2 separate regions of the Lactuca sativa genome follow, and region 2 is linked to region 1. Evidence: chromatin contacts called from public Hi-C data. All regions are on one chromosome and are shown on one strand. Each heading gives the region's core, a stretch centred on a gene start, on an enhancer-like site or on the middle of the called end of the contact. The rest is flanking DNA. Distances are from core to core; before and after follow the strand shown. Region 1 holds the start of LOC111876532 (ubiquitin-conjugating enzyme E2 28). Region 2 holds the start of LOC128129336.

Region 1 (6,803 bases), core at 1,312-3,811:
ATAAGTTTTGCATCGATCCACGTGCATTAAAAAGAAAATAAAGTCATTGATAAATATAAACGCATCAAAAAACTTCATAACATTTATCATGTGCTTCTATTCATAAAAAAAATTAATAGATGTGAAAAAACCATCAATTTTTTTTATACAAACTGTTTCAATACCTTTGCGGGGAGGGACATCCCTCCTTTCATTTATTTCCATTTATTTTTTCATTCATTTCCATTTATTTTTGGAGATCAAAATAATATATATTTTTAAAATACAGAATAAATAAAAAATTTCGAAAAAAAATTTAAAATATTATTTTCATGGGTTCAAGTCTATTTAGGATTCTTAATGGATTAGATATTAATGGATTAGATTAAGAATAGGATACAAGAAAAACTAAACAGCTGAAACTCTTACAATCAAAGAAGACAGGTCTATATTTTATTAAAGAAATTTTAATTAATAGGATAAAAAAACATATATAAGATGCACACAGATTTAAACATACAGACTTACCGTTAAGAACAATAGTTGAAAAGATTTTATCTGAACTATTAGATTATCGCAACTAACGAAATGAAAAAAAATAGAATATGCAAGATTGACTGATTGAGGATGGTTTTCAGGAAGAAACTGCTTATGATTGGAAAACATAACAATAACACATTTTCTAAACGTCTTTTAGTCAGTAAATCAAAATCCAATATTACACATACCAAGATGAGAAGACAAATCTTAACAACCATTTCATTAACATTTCAATTTCAACTTGAAGAATAAAAAGTGATGAAAAAGCTTAACAATTTTTATTCTTTCAACCATCCATCATATCCCATATCTCATCCAGATTCAAAAATATGAATCAATCATATCCTCATCCCATTGCATACTTCTGTGTCCAGCTACGAGCAGTGGCTTCATATTTGGTCTTATCAGTCTTGTACATATGAGCTATCTCTGGCACCAACGGATCATCAGGATTTGGGTCCGTTAACAATGAGCAAATGGAAAGCAACACCTGTATGTCATCACAGATTCATTAGAAAACTTTTAAAAATAATTAAAAGAAACAAATATTCAGAAGATCAAAACCAGACCTTGGAGATTGTTAGTGCAGGACTCCATTGTTCCTTGAGGATATCTAAGCATATGCTACCATTGCTGTTGATGTTTGGATGGAACACCTTCGTCCTAAATGCAACCTGAAAATCAAACTCTACAAACTTTAATCTTTCAAGTACAAGGACCTAAAAGAATACCAGAAATCATATGTTTGATAAAAAAACAGAAGAAGCAAATCTACCTTAGGAGGCTTGAAGGGGTAGTCAGGTGGGAAATGAATTGAAACTAAGAACACACCACCAGAGTATGGACTATCATTAGGTCCCATGATTGTTGCTTGCCAATGAAACATGTCTTCTGCAACTGGACCTATAATAACAATAAACAAAATTACATCAGCTTATGCATATATTAAGGTCTAAGATCAGTTCTCAATACAAAGAATCTAATTCAGGAAGACTTATCATTCAGATATTGTCAACTTACTTAAGCAAATAGGATTACATATGTGATCACAAGTTATTTATTTAACATATCAACCTTGAAATACCTCGATGTCATTAGTCAAGAGAAGTAAAAGCACCTAAATAGTATTCACTCAAAGAATTCCATTGAGCGATCAATTTTGTATAAAGAATCATAAATCAGGCATCTTTATCATTCAGCCACTATTGACACAGTATAACAAGAGGACGCACAACATCCACTGCAGGATAACAATAACGTTTACAGAGAATATTTGGTTCCTTAAGCTCTATGTATAACTATATATACTTGCAGTGGGTCATTAGATACCATACAAAAATGGTTTCCCTGAATTACCCACACCCCCTAACCAAAACCTTGTTGATAAGCATGCTTTCACCCGATTAAAACATCATTTACTTGCAATCAAACAATATAAACTTGTTCTAGCACAAATCAATCATGGCAAAACATGATTCCTTACGAGAATTAAACTTAAGAATGAAAACAAGTAGTTTTACCGGCACTGCATGACGTAGGAGGGTCCTTCTGCAAATCCTTGAGTTCCTTCAAGATACGTTTCGACGCCATCACCAGAGCTACTTACGATCTCAGAGCTTTACTCTCACCAAAATGTAAAAGCAGATCGCAAGTGCACAGCCAAAAAATCAGCACCGTCTAACCACGCCCTAATTCAAATAAGAATAAGAAATCAGTCCACGAGACAATTGACACAACGACAATCAAAATACCCAAGCGAGCAATCAGAGATCTATACTACCATAACCCTGTGCATACAAACAATCAAATTTTGATTGTCGCGTATACTACATATACAGATAATAGAATTCAGCTATATGTCTTTATACGTGAAGGAGGAAGTACCTGATCGAAGATATATGGAAGCAAAACTGTTGTAATTGGTGGTGTAACAATTTGAGGAGCAGAGACAGCAATAGATCGAAATGGAACTAGGGTTTGGCTTAAATTTACAGCGTATCAAATTTATAGGGCGATCAGCTTCTAGAATTTTCTTTCAATTGCGGGCCCCACAAAGTTGGCGTGAGATAAACGGGCGTCGGACTGTAAAGGCGACTTTTCTCGTTTTCCAACTTCGGCCCACTTTTACGCCAGAGATATCTTTTTTTAATCAAAAAATTTATTATTTTTCTTTAAAATCTAAGAACTTTTTTAATCCTAGAGATTTTATTTTTCTTTTAAGCAGATTAATTTTGTTTATTATTTTTTAAATTTTAGTTATAATTTATAAGATGGATCAAAATAGTTATGTGAGACTTGTGAAAATCTCTTTAAGCTCCAAATATGAAAATCTTTAATTTTTTAATAAAACTAAAGAATTTAGAGTTCTACCTACGAAAATGAGAAGATGGGCTACCGAAATCTCCTACTATGTTGAAAAAATCTAACTTTTGGCCGAGTTTAATGGTCTATTATGGTCTCCTCCTATTTAAGGTAGAAAATATTATTTTCTTTTTTCTCTTTTGGTTTTCGCATAATATTCTAAACAACATAATATAAAATTACCAATAAAGTTTATATTTTTTTTTCTAAATCCGCACATAAAATAGCCCTGATCTACCTGAAACCTAATATTTTCATAGATGTTATCCGCGAAAGTATCAAAAAGTTCTATAAAAATTGGTTTTTTTTCATATGAATCTGACATTTTCTTAAACAACATCCGCAAAAATGTTGAATTCATCCCAGAAAAATCTCATTTTTGTAGATCTTCTCTGATATTTCTACAAATGCCAAAAATGTCAAGTTTTAAATAGTCATGTTTATTTTGTGTAATCTTAATATCTATAAGTGTATTCTTGTAATTCTAAGCGTACACTTAGAATAGGTAATTCTAAGTCTAAAAATCTTAATTATATATGACCCTTTCTGGATACGTTAAGGTTATATATAGCCGAGATTTTATGGACTTAGAATAGGTGATTTTCACTCTACTTCATTTTCCTTGTTTGGATGTGATTTTAGAGTAGGATTACTTATTCGAAGGTATATTTGATCTGGATTATATATAATCGGTACACCCCATGTGATTATAGGAGGACCAGGAAGGATCACCTTTGTAAAAATTTAAATTTTCTCATAGATTCTTTAGACATTCCCATTCTCGTATAAACCCCTTAGATAAATACTCTGGAAATCAATAGAAGAGTCAAGGAGGATCCAACAGAATTTCATTAGGGGAATCCCAAGAAAGAAACATATGAGAAGCACATAGACTATTGAAATCATTTAGTGCCCTTACCCTATTAAGGACACCAATGAGATATTCGCATGAACTTCAGAGATTCAAAATCTTCATTACGAAGCAATGGGGACCAGGGTCAGAATCGGAAGTAAGACAGCTCGGGAATTCAATATACCTACATAGGAGAAAAACACCGTATAGATACCAGGAGAGAATAAATCAATACCAAGAGAGAATAAAATGGAGAACAAAGGAAAACCACACATGATTCATGTGAAGAGTTTGAGCACCATTTCATCTAAGTAATAACTAGTAAATCGGTTCAACCTAGTGAATTATTGATTTCATTACTCACATTAGGTTTGGAGCTTATCCTCTTTTCCTGTCATATCTAATGACCATAAATCAGATCACGAAATCTTAATTGATGGTGATTACTTCTCAAATTCATAAGTCTATTCTATGTAGACACTGTTATGAATTGTTTTCGAATATATTCGAAAATTGGGAAACAATATCCACCAAGCGAAGGTAACTTAGTTCGGATGATACTCGGTTCCTAACCATTCAAGAAACTTAACTATATTCCTTACCAGGACTGCATCATAGGGATGTAGGTCGAATCATTAAGAACAATATAACAAAACGAAAGATTAATACATAGATACAAATGGTTAGAATACATCTAGAGACACGATAGTCGCTCACGAACTCATTTTCTTATCATATAACATAATCATGCCTCCAAAGAAGTGTAACCAACCCACCAGCAAAACACCAATCCTTCAGATAGATGCAGCTACGTTTCAAGCTGCGGTCACAACAGCTGTAACAGCTGTCCTGGCACACCTTAATGCTAACAATGCAAATGTTAGTAGTAATGCTATCGGTAAACCTGATCGTGGTGATGATCAAGTACAGCCACAAGTACTTACTTGTAAGGACACCTCGAACCTTAAGCCTAATATCCTTACACGAAAGTTCGAGAACTTGAAAAGGAGTTGTTCAACTCAAGAACCTAACAGAGGGCAACAAACTGGGGCAGTCAATACCCCCATCAGCCCTGTTATTCTAGCACCAACCAAGCCGTACTTAGGAAACCTCCCACATTGCAGCAAGTGTACCTACCATAATCATGGAGTTTGTCGAGACCTGCATTGCAATAAATGCAACATAAAGGGGCATACCGCCCGCATCTGTAGAACTCCGGTCAAGTTCATCATTGCAACTACCGATGTTGGAATCATTCCCATATGTCACCTTTTGTGGTGAAATAGGACATTACAAGAGGGACTGTCCAACAGAGAAGAACGACGGGGGAGCAGGAGGATTTTGATCCCAATACATGGGAAAGCATCAAAGAACCTTGCTATATTTCGGTACGCTTCCAAACCCCGATAACTATTTATAATTATGATTACTTTTCCGTCCAAACTAAATCATAACACTTATATAAAAATTTGAAACCCTAACAGGTAAGCTATGATGACTTAGTGTATACATAAGGGTCATTTATAATTAAGATTTGTAGACTTAGAGTGAGTAATCCCGCCTCATTTCTTGTTCCTTGTTTGGTTGTGGATTTAGGGCAGGGTTGCTTAGTCTAAGGTCTTACCAATCTTAATTATACATGACTTGTATGCACCAAGCAATTATAGAGAGACCTAGTAAGGATCGTTTCATGAAAGTTCATAATTTCAAATTATCAGGACCCTCGTATTGGTAGTACCCGCCAACTTCGAATCAAAAAGGGGTTCGTAGTGATAATAACAGAATAAAACCAGAAGCGCGAAAAACTTAGGTACTTAGGATATCATTCTAGTAATCATTCATCCCAGAACGACTTAATATCTATTTCATCGAGAAAATTCTGACATCCTCATTCGACATGGTTTGGCCTGGCCCTTACCATGTGAAAATTCTTATGTTGTATAAGAGAAATTTTCCTTAATCAGCTGTAAGATGAAATTCTTTCAATCCATAACACAAAAACCCTTAGGTTTCCTCTCGTTTCAAAACTTCAGAAGTACCCATGAGAAGAGTACCACACCATTCTAACCTACTTAGTAGACAGGAAACTTCAAACGAAAAGCACAGAAGTAGTCTTAGAAGTCAGTAACTACTGAAATACCTCAATAGATCTCATAGGAAAATCATTGTACCGCAGGTCAAGTTCAAGAATAGAGACTAAGAACTCATTAAATTGATCTATCGTTGCTAAGTGTATACACGAGGGTGGTATATAAGTTAGACTTAACAAGATTAAGGATGTGTGCTTCCGCCTATCTCATGTTCCTTGTTTGGTTGTGGACCTGGGGCAGAGTCACCCATCTGAACGTTTTGGGAAATCTAAATTATATACGACTTGTATACACGAGGTGATGATGGATGAGCCAAGTATGAGTCTGATCAGGAACTTCGAAGCAAAAGCCAGCATCATGTATTCTACCAGGTAGAATTCAACATGAGACCACGACAGTGGGTCGAGCTACTAAATGACTACGAATTTGAAATTCGTTATCATCTTGACAAAGCCAATATAGTAACTAACACCTTAAGTCGAAAAGAGTACCTAGGTCATAGTTCCAATCATTGACTATGATAACCCATTCAAATCTCTCCACACAAAGTAAGGAGGCTCAACAGGAAGCCGTGAGACCTGAAAATGTGGCTAGTAGAGAAGATAACTGGAACGTGTGAGAGCACGGTATGCGAATATCTGTTATCTCCACTGAGATAATAGAATCATCTTCTAGTTCAGACCGTCACTAAAAAAAATCTCTAGGAACTAGAGTAGTCATGATTCAATGGGATCAACTATGGTAAAGAATGGGATACCCATTTACCAATTAGTCGAGACCATTATCACACTAGCATTCAAGTTGCTCCATTCAAAACCTTATGTGGTCACAAGTATAGATCCCATCTGCACTAGACTAAATTAGGTAATATGCAACTAGCTAGCGATCCAATTTCAACACATCACCCTCGTTGATCTGGAATTCATCCGAGAAACTACTAAAAACAAAATACGAATCGGGAAGCTCCATAAAGCTTCCAG
Region 2 (6,803 bases), core at 1,200-3,699, 220 kb before region 1:
ATTTACCCTTTTAACAACCAACTCACTAGGCTTGGAAATGGTATTCACTAGTGGTTAAGGTGTGAAGAGCCAAAAAGAAGGAGAGAGAAAAAGAAAAAAATATAAGGGGAAGAAAAGCTAGCCAATAAGATCATCCGTCTTCATGCGTCGTCACCAAGACGCCACAACCAAACCACCGGGGCTAGGAAATGGTGTTCACGCCATTGGCCCCTCCACATCAGCTTTTCACGCGTGAAAAGGCTTCCACTCCTGATAGCCTTAAGTCTCTAAACTTTCAATTTTATCACTATTTAACTACGTGTTACGACTCGACTTGGCATTGATGTGGCGTCTAGAAGCAAAATAAAACCCTTTATCTTCTCTCGTGTTGTATTTGTCTCTTTTTCTCTCATCTCATCTCCTCTTCTTCAAGAACGTTTCATCGTCTCCTCTCCTTTGGTTCAAAAAAGCCTTCATATGACTTACTCTTCTAAGCAAAGATAGAACATTGATCCCTATTGTATTTGATCCATTAGAAATCAAAAGACAAATAAGTTTCAAGAACCAATTTCTAGGTACTTTTTATGTTGAATTTGTTTATGTCAAGTCAAGTTGTTTAAGTCAATCGAAAGTTGAAGCATAACAAGAATGATAAAGTATTTATTATATTACCAACGATTCAAAAGAAAATACTACACATCCCTGTTAAGTCCATTCTTCAAAAAGATCCAAAGCAAAACAACTTACAAGTTTAACACAACCATGTCCTTGCCAAAAAGATAATAAACAAAACACAAACTTCACTTCCTTCACAAAAGCCCTCTGTTTGTCAATCAATGTGTCCTTAATCACCACCCTTTGATGAAGCTCGCTGATTACAATGAACAAGACTTGAAGCTTCTCCGAATATTTATCCCTACTCCTACTAATATACAATTGTGAAATCATTTTTTGAGTGTTGTGAGGCAATCCACACTAGTATTTGGCTATTTATCCCTTCTCTTCATCAAACACTTGTGTGCATCAAGTTGAGTAGGAAATAAAAGAAACGGAGCAAATGATCATGACGTTTAAGTAACTTCGCTAGTTCATCAATTAAAACACTTTATTTAGAACACATAGGTGCATCATCGCAACTACGTGGCAAGTGGCAACCGGAAAACTGCTCAAGTGGCTAAACAGTGACAATTAAAACTTTAAGGACTTAATCAGCGCGATTAAAACTTTAATGACCAAATGATTGACAATTTTGAAACTTCCATGATAAAAAAAAATCATAATTCCTAAAAAGAATTGAGGTAGCAAACTTTTACTAGGTTTACTTTTTTATATTTTGGTAGTACAAATTTCATCATACACCTCTTAGTTTGAAAAATCATTTCAAAATATTTAAAAGCTTGGGAAAATGACTTAAAAGCCCAACGAAGTTTCCAAACCATTCAAAAAACCCCAATCAAGTTTTGTTTGTTCAAAAAAACCCAACGAACTTAACATTTTATCTAAAAAGTCCAATAAAGTTCCAAACCGTTCAGAAAATCTCAATTTTGTTTTGCTTAAGTTCGTTGGGTTTTTTTTGAACAGTCAAAACATGATTGAAGTTTTTTAAACGTTTTGGAAACTTCGTTGGTCTAACAAGTCATTTTTCCGATACGGTAATAAGCCACGTCATATGTTTCTCTTATTTGACTTTCAGGAAAGTATAACTTAGTTGGACTTTTTAGACAAAATGTTAAGTTTGTTAGGTTTTTTTGAACAGACAAAACATAATTGGGGTTTTTTGAACGGTTTAGAAACTTAATTGGGCTATTAAGTCATTTTCCCTTAAAAGCTTAATTCGATTCATAATATGGATCAAAGCAACACATGTGCACATTATCCTCTCAATTTGTTGAGGCCAATGGTTTTAGCTGAAATACACCAGTTGTTATAAAGTCTATTCACATTATTGTATTTTTCTATTGCAATTTTCTTTTGCCAAAACATCATTTATCAAAATTTGTCGAGCTATTGGTTCCTTTGAATCAGAATGAGATTGATTTAATGTTTCCTAAGTTTTAAATTTTCACCTTCAAGTTTAATATACATAATATCTCAAAACAAGGCTTGTAGTTGGTATCCTTCCACTATTGACACATGATCATTCTATGATAAATTAAATGGTTAGTACATTTTACATATATTTTACCTTACAAAATAAAGACAATTGTATAAACATGTATATCCAACTTAATGGATAAGTATACCTAAATCCACTTAACAACTATCTAATGCATATAACGATTTGCTGATGGTATACAATCTCAAAAAGAACATTATGGAATATTTTGAAAGCTAATTCTTGTTTATGTCAAATGTAATGGGATATACTTTTGTTATCCCATTGTTTTTAGTGATAAAATTGGTTCAACGATCGTTCATGTCTATAGTCTTTCTTTCAAGTATAAATTAATAGCAAAATTTTATGTTTTGTCCACCAAATCAAAATGAAAAATTCTCGAATGCTTATGCTTTTCGGATTGTCTTTATTGGGTTTCTTTGGGATTTCAAGTTCCTTCAAGATTAGTAAGTTTGTTTGCTTTCAAATTTTGATAGTTTGCATGATGAAATACACGGCGTTGATTGCTAAGGGTGTTCTTTTTTCAGATACAACGAACCCCACTTACAACGTTAATCTTGCACCTTTTATACAAGATCTAAGTGCATACTATTGCCTACTCAATGTAAGTTTTCTATTTCTTTCATATATTTTTTAATTTTTTTTTCAATACATCAATTTATAGGAAGTTGTACGCATTTTAGACAGCTTTAAACACCACGCCCACTCACCTTTTTAACAAAAAATTTAATTATATTATTTGCTTAGATAAAGATAAAATACAACCCAAGTCGAATAAATAAGGTGGTGTTTCTTTTCTTTATTTCTTTTTAAGTTTTGTAAATGTAAAACATGTTCAGATAGTGATGTCTAATCGAGAAAAAATATCGTATGGACAAGGCCATTTTTTTTTAAATGAACAAACCATTTGAAGTAGATCAAATTTCCAAAAAACCAATTTTGTTTCTTTTCTTTATTTCCTTTTCAGTTTTGTAAATATAAAACGGCCGAATGGATACATTCCAAAAAACCAATTTTGTTTCTTTTCTTTCTTTCCTTTTAAGTTTTGTAAATATAAAACGGCCCAAGGGATAATGATGTCTAATATAAAATAAAATATCATATACACAAGGCCTTTTTTTTTTTTTTTAAAATGAATGATCCATAGACTAAATTACCATTTTACCTTAACATTCTAAAAAACCAATTTCACAACATTCATCAATTTTAACGTTGGAAGCTGGGAGGAAAAAGGAAGGACAAATAGATAATGGGTTAATGTATTTAAGTTGTGTTTTTTGGCTTAACCCATCAAGTCATTATGTCGATATTAAGTAAAAAAGAAACTGTTATGGATAAGTGTCCATCTTCATGTTAAAAGCTTAACCCATTATAATGTCATTAAGTCAAAACCAGTATTATATCTAAGAAAAAGTAAAGGAGATAATTGGTGGTTGTGCAGGTATCTTCGGATTGCCCGGGAAAGTTCACACTCCATGTAGGCGGATGGTTGAACATAAGTGCAAATGAGACACAAGCATTTTGTGAAGGAGGTTGTGCACAACACACTCAACAACTTCTTAAATGTGTTAAGTACGTTAAACAAAATTACGTGTTTCGAAACAAAGCCACTATCAACAACCTAAATGACACCATCAACATTGGGTGCACTCATGGTTTTAATGGGACAAGTTTGACCAGTGCCAGTGGCTCCGTGATTGCAACTGCATCATCATTTTCCGTTTTTGCCCTTTTGGCCCTCCTATTATACTAGAACTAGAAAACTTGTTTTATTTAATAAGCCGACTGTTGGTTTTATAAAACTACTATGTATATAGTGAAATAAGAGGAGGTGCATCCACCAAGTAATTTGTAATGTAATGCTACTACATACCAATACTGTTATAGCATGGAAATGAGTTTTTACCTCATTTGGTGAAAAATTATGTTCCTGCCTTTCTAAATAAATAAAATTTCACGATACAAAAGTTACTAAAAGATTGTTGGAAGTTCCATATTAGCTCGAGTGATAAAGCAAAATATGTACATCTTATAAGCAAATCATAAACTGTCTACATTGTTATTCTATAGGCAAAATGGATAACATTATATGTTTCTATAAGTTTACCAGGGATTTTACCTCAGCTTTTAGCAAGTGCATAAGCAGACTCATCAACCAATAAAAAAGCATGCATGCATTATGACATGTAATGAAGTAGCACAGACTTCAAATCATGTCTTCCGGCCATAAGAATCAAAACCAATATTTATGAATCACAAATGCATTATTTCTTTAACAAAGCAACATCAAAACACATCAACCAGAAATAGACATGAAGGCAATATAAGTCGGTAATTCTTCACAATACAATCGAACACAGACCTAAACAAAAGAAAGAAGAAGGAAACATCAATGTATGCTTACATCTGCAGCTTCATCCTTCACCTCTTCCTTCATCTCAATTTCATTTTCTTCCTCTGCCACAATTATCAAATCTGAACAATCCCTAGTTCAATGTTAAAAAAGAAAGAAAAAGAAATACAAACATACAACCTCCTTAAATAAACAGAACAGTATTATCAACATAAATCACATATGCATTGTAACATTTATAACCAATAACGTTAAAAATTAGTGTTACATCAATGTCAACAAAACGATAACTATTTATAGAAAAACTCAAACCAAGAATCGAAACGAAAAGAAAACCATACCAATTCTGAAACGATCAAAAGAAACAATCACATGATCAGTTTTATAAATACATGAAAAACAAACTTAGTCCTACGCGTGCGATAAACCCTAATCTGTAATTACAGATTCATATAAAACCTTATAATTGATTGATCACAAACCAAACGAGAAAATGGAAATCAATGAGATTACCACGGAGAAACACGAGGGAGTCGAATTGATCGAACGTACCTTCGAAAACATTTTTCGTAGCTTTTTTCAACCTAATTTACTCTGTTGCGGCTCGCTGGTCGTTAAAAAGTCTACCCCTCCGTAAAAAACAGAATCTATATCTATATTTAATAAATAAATATATATTCTTTTCTCATCATAATTTTGAAAAATTTTGCCTTGTTATTTATTTCAATTTTCATTTTCTAATATATCAATAATTTAGTTTCTATAACTTAAACTAATTATAATGACAATTAATTTAAAATTTGAAATTACGATTTCAATTTCAAATAAATTTATAATTTTTAACTTTGTATTTAACATTTTGTTATAATTAACCCGTTTAGTACACGGGTATGACAACTAAACACATAGATTTTTTTTTTGCATGTTTCTTTTTCTCATATTTTTCACTCTTTTTAAATTTCAAATTCAAATAAACTTTCCATTTAACATTTTTTTTTACTCAATCTGTATAATATACAAGTCTCACAACTAGTAAATCAATAAAACAAAGGTTATTGAGATAAAAGCTCACAATTTCATACCACGTGTTTGATTTTGTGGCATGTCCAGTTTTTGGTGCGTTAATAACAGACCATAAAATTGGTTCAGTTTTTCTTTTTACCCAATTTCTACCTCTTACAGCATGTCACCAACCATTTAACAGGCCGTTTACATTCCCCACCCACCGTTCCTTTCTTCTCAGACCTCCTTGCTTCGACCTTCTTCTTCTTCTTCTTCTCAACATGTCAAAATATGGTCAAGGTTGAAATTCAAAAGTCAACCAAGTTGACTCAACTGAGTACGCCCAACGTATTTAACTTGTACGCTCAACATACTCAAAGCTTGACCAAAAATCGGGATGTTGACCATATACGCGCAGCATACCTTCTGGTACGCCCAACATGCGCGTTAGCCACCCTCTATTTCTAATAAGTGTTTGATACCTTAAGCTCTTTTGTCCAAAATTTAGATCTAGTCCTCAAATGATGTCCTTAATCATAAAATTTCCAACTTTATGATATTGAATGGCTAATAGGTGCTTAAAACCAAAAACCATAACTTCTTAACTCATTAAGACATCCTAGTCCATACATGGGGGAAAACTAAGGACCATGATTACATTTTTATGGCTCTAAACACTCCAAAATAACTGAAAGACAACTCAAATGAATTAGAGTAACTCATACTCAAATACGTCATGTTTACGGGACCAAAATGAACACAATCCATGGCTAATCAAGATCTAAGCAAAACTTCATCAAGATCAGAGCTTTTTACCTCCAAGTGGTGTCAAATGATGATGTGTTTATGTATCTAAGGGGCTTCACTCTTCTAAGATGGTCTCCTCTTCCTTCTTCCTCCTTCAAAATCACCAAAATACACACTCAAGGCTCAAAGATGCTATAAAATGGATTAGGGTTTGTAAGGGTTGAATATGAGGCTGGAGGCTAATGAATGAAGGGATCCTTGAGAGTTGAGGATGAATAAATAGTACACAAAAACTAAATATTTGGGTTTTAGGTCCATGCCAAGTACTCCCAGCGTACGCTTGGGTACGCCCAGTGTACACAAGCAACTCCCAAAAATTACAAAAATGACATGCGAAACCAAATTTGTAAACGATACTCATACCAAGGGTCAAAATGTGAAATACCTGAAAATCGAGATGTTACAATTCTCCCCCACTTGAATTAGAGTTCATCCTTGAAGTCCTTTGTTGTGAACAATTCAGGGTAATGCTCCCGTATCTCTGCCTCGGGTTCCTAAGTCTATTCAAAACCCTTCTGATGTTGCCAATGGACCTTGACCAAAGAT

Evidence for each region. A called contact is a pair of places that touch in the nucleus more often than the background predicts.
Region 2: a contact with region 1 is called in a Hi-C map of leaf, with 6 times the contacts expected there. The contact joins the promoter of LOC128129336 here to the promoter of LOC111876532 in region 1. A contact is called at or near these places in 2 of 4 Hi-C or Micro-C datasets (both in leaf).

What each region holds. Positions count from the first base shown.
Region 1 is chr9:18,470,014-18,476,816 of Lsat_Salinas_v11, reverse strand. LOC111876532 (ubiquitin-conjugating enzyme E2 28) reads right to left here and starts at 2,561. Exons shown (of 5, transcript XM_023873082.3): 1 at 2,404-2,561; 2 at 2,040-2,207; 3 at 1,295-1,422; 4 at 1,089-1,193; 5 at 611-1,009. The coding sequence starts at 2,109. The coding sequence ends at 866.
Region 2 is chr9:18,692,398-18,699,200 of Lsat_Salinas_v11, reverse strand. LOC128129336 reads left to right here and starts at 2,449. Exons shown (of 3, transcript XM_052767931.1): 1 at 2,449-2,541; 2 at 2,623-2,699; 3 at 3,537-4,022. The coding sequence starts at 2,463. The coding sequence ends at 3,848. It overlaps LOC111876563 (a long non-coding RNA gene), which reads right to left and starts at 5,090. Exons shown (of 2, transcript XR_002845035.2): 1 at 5,001-5,090; 2 at 4,325-4,570.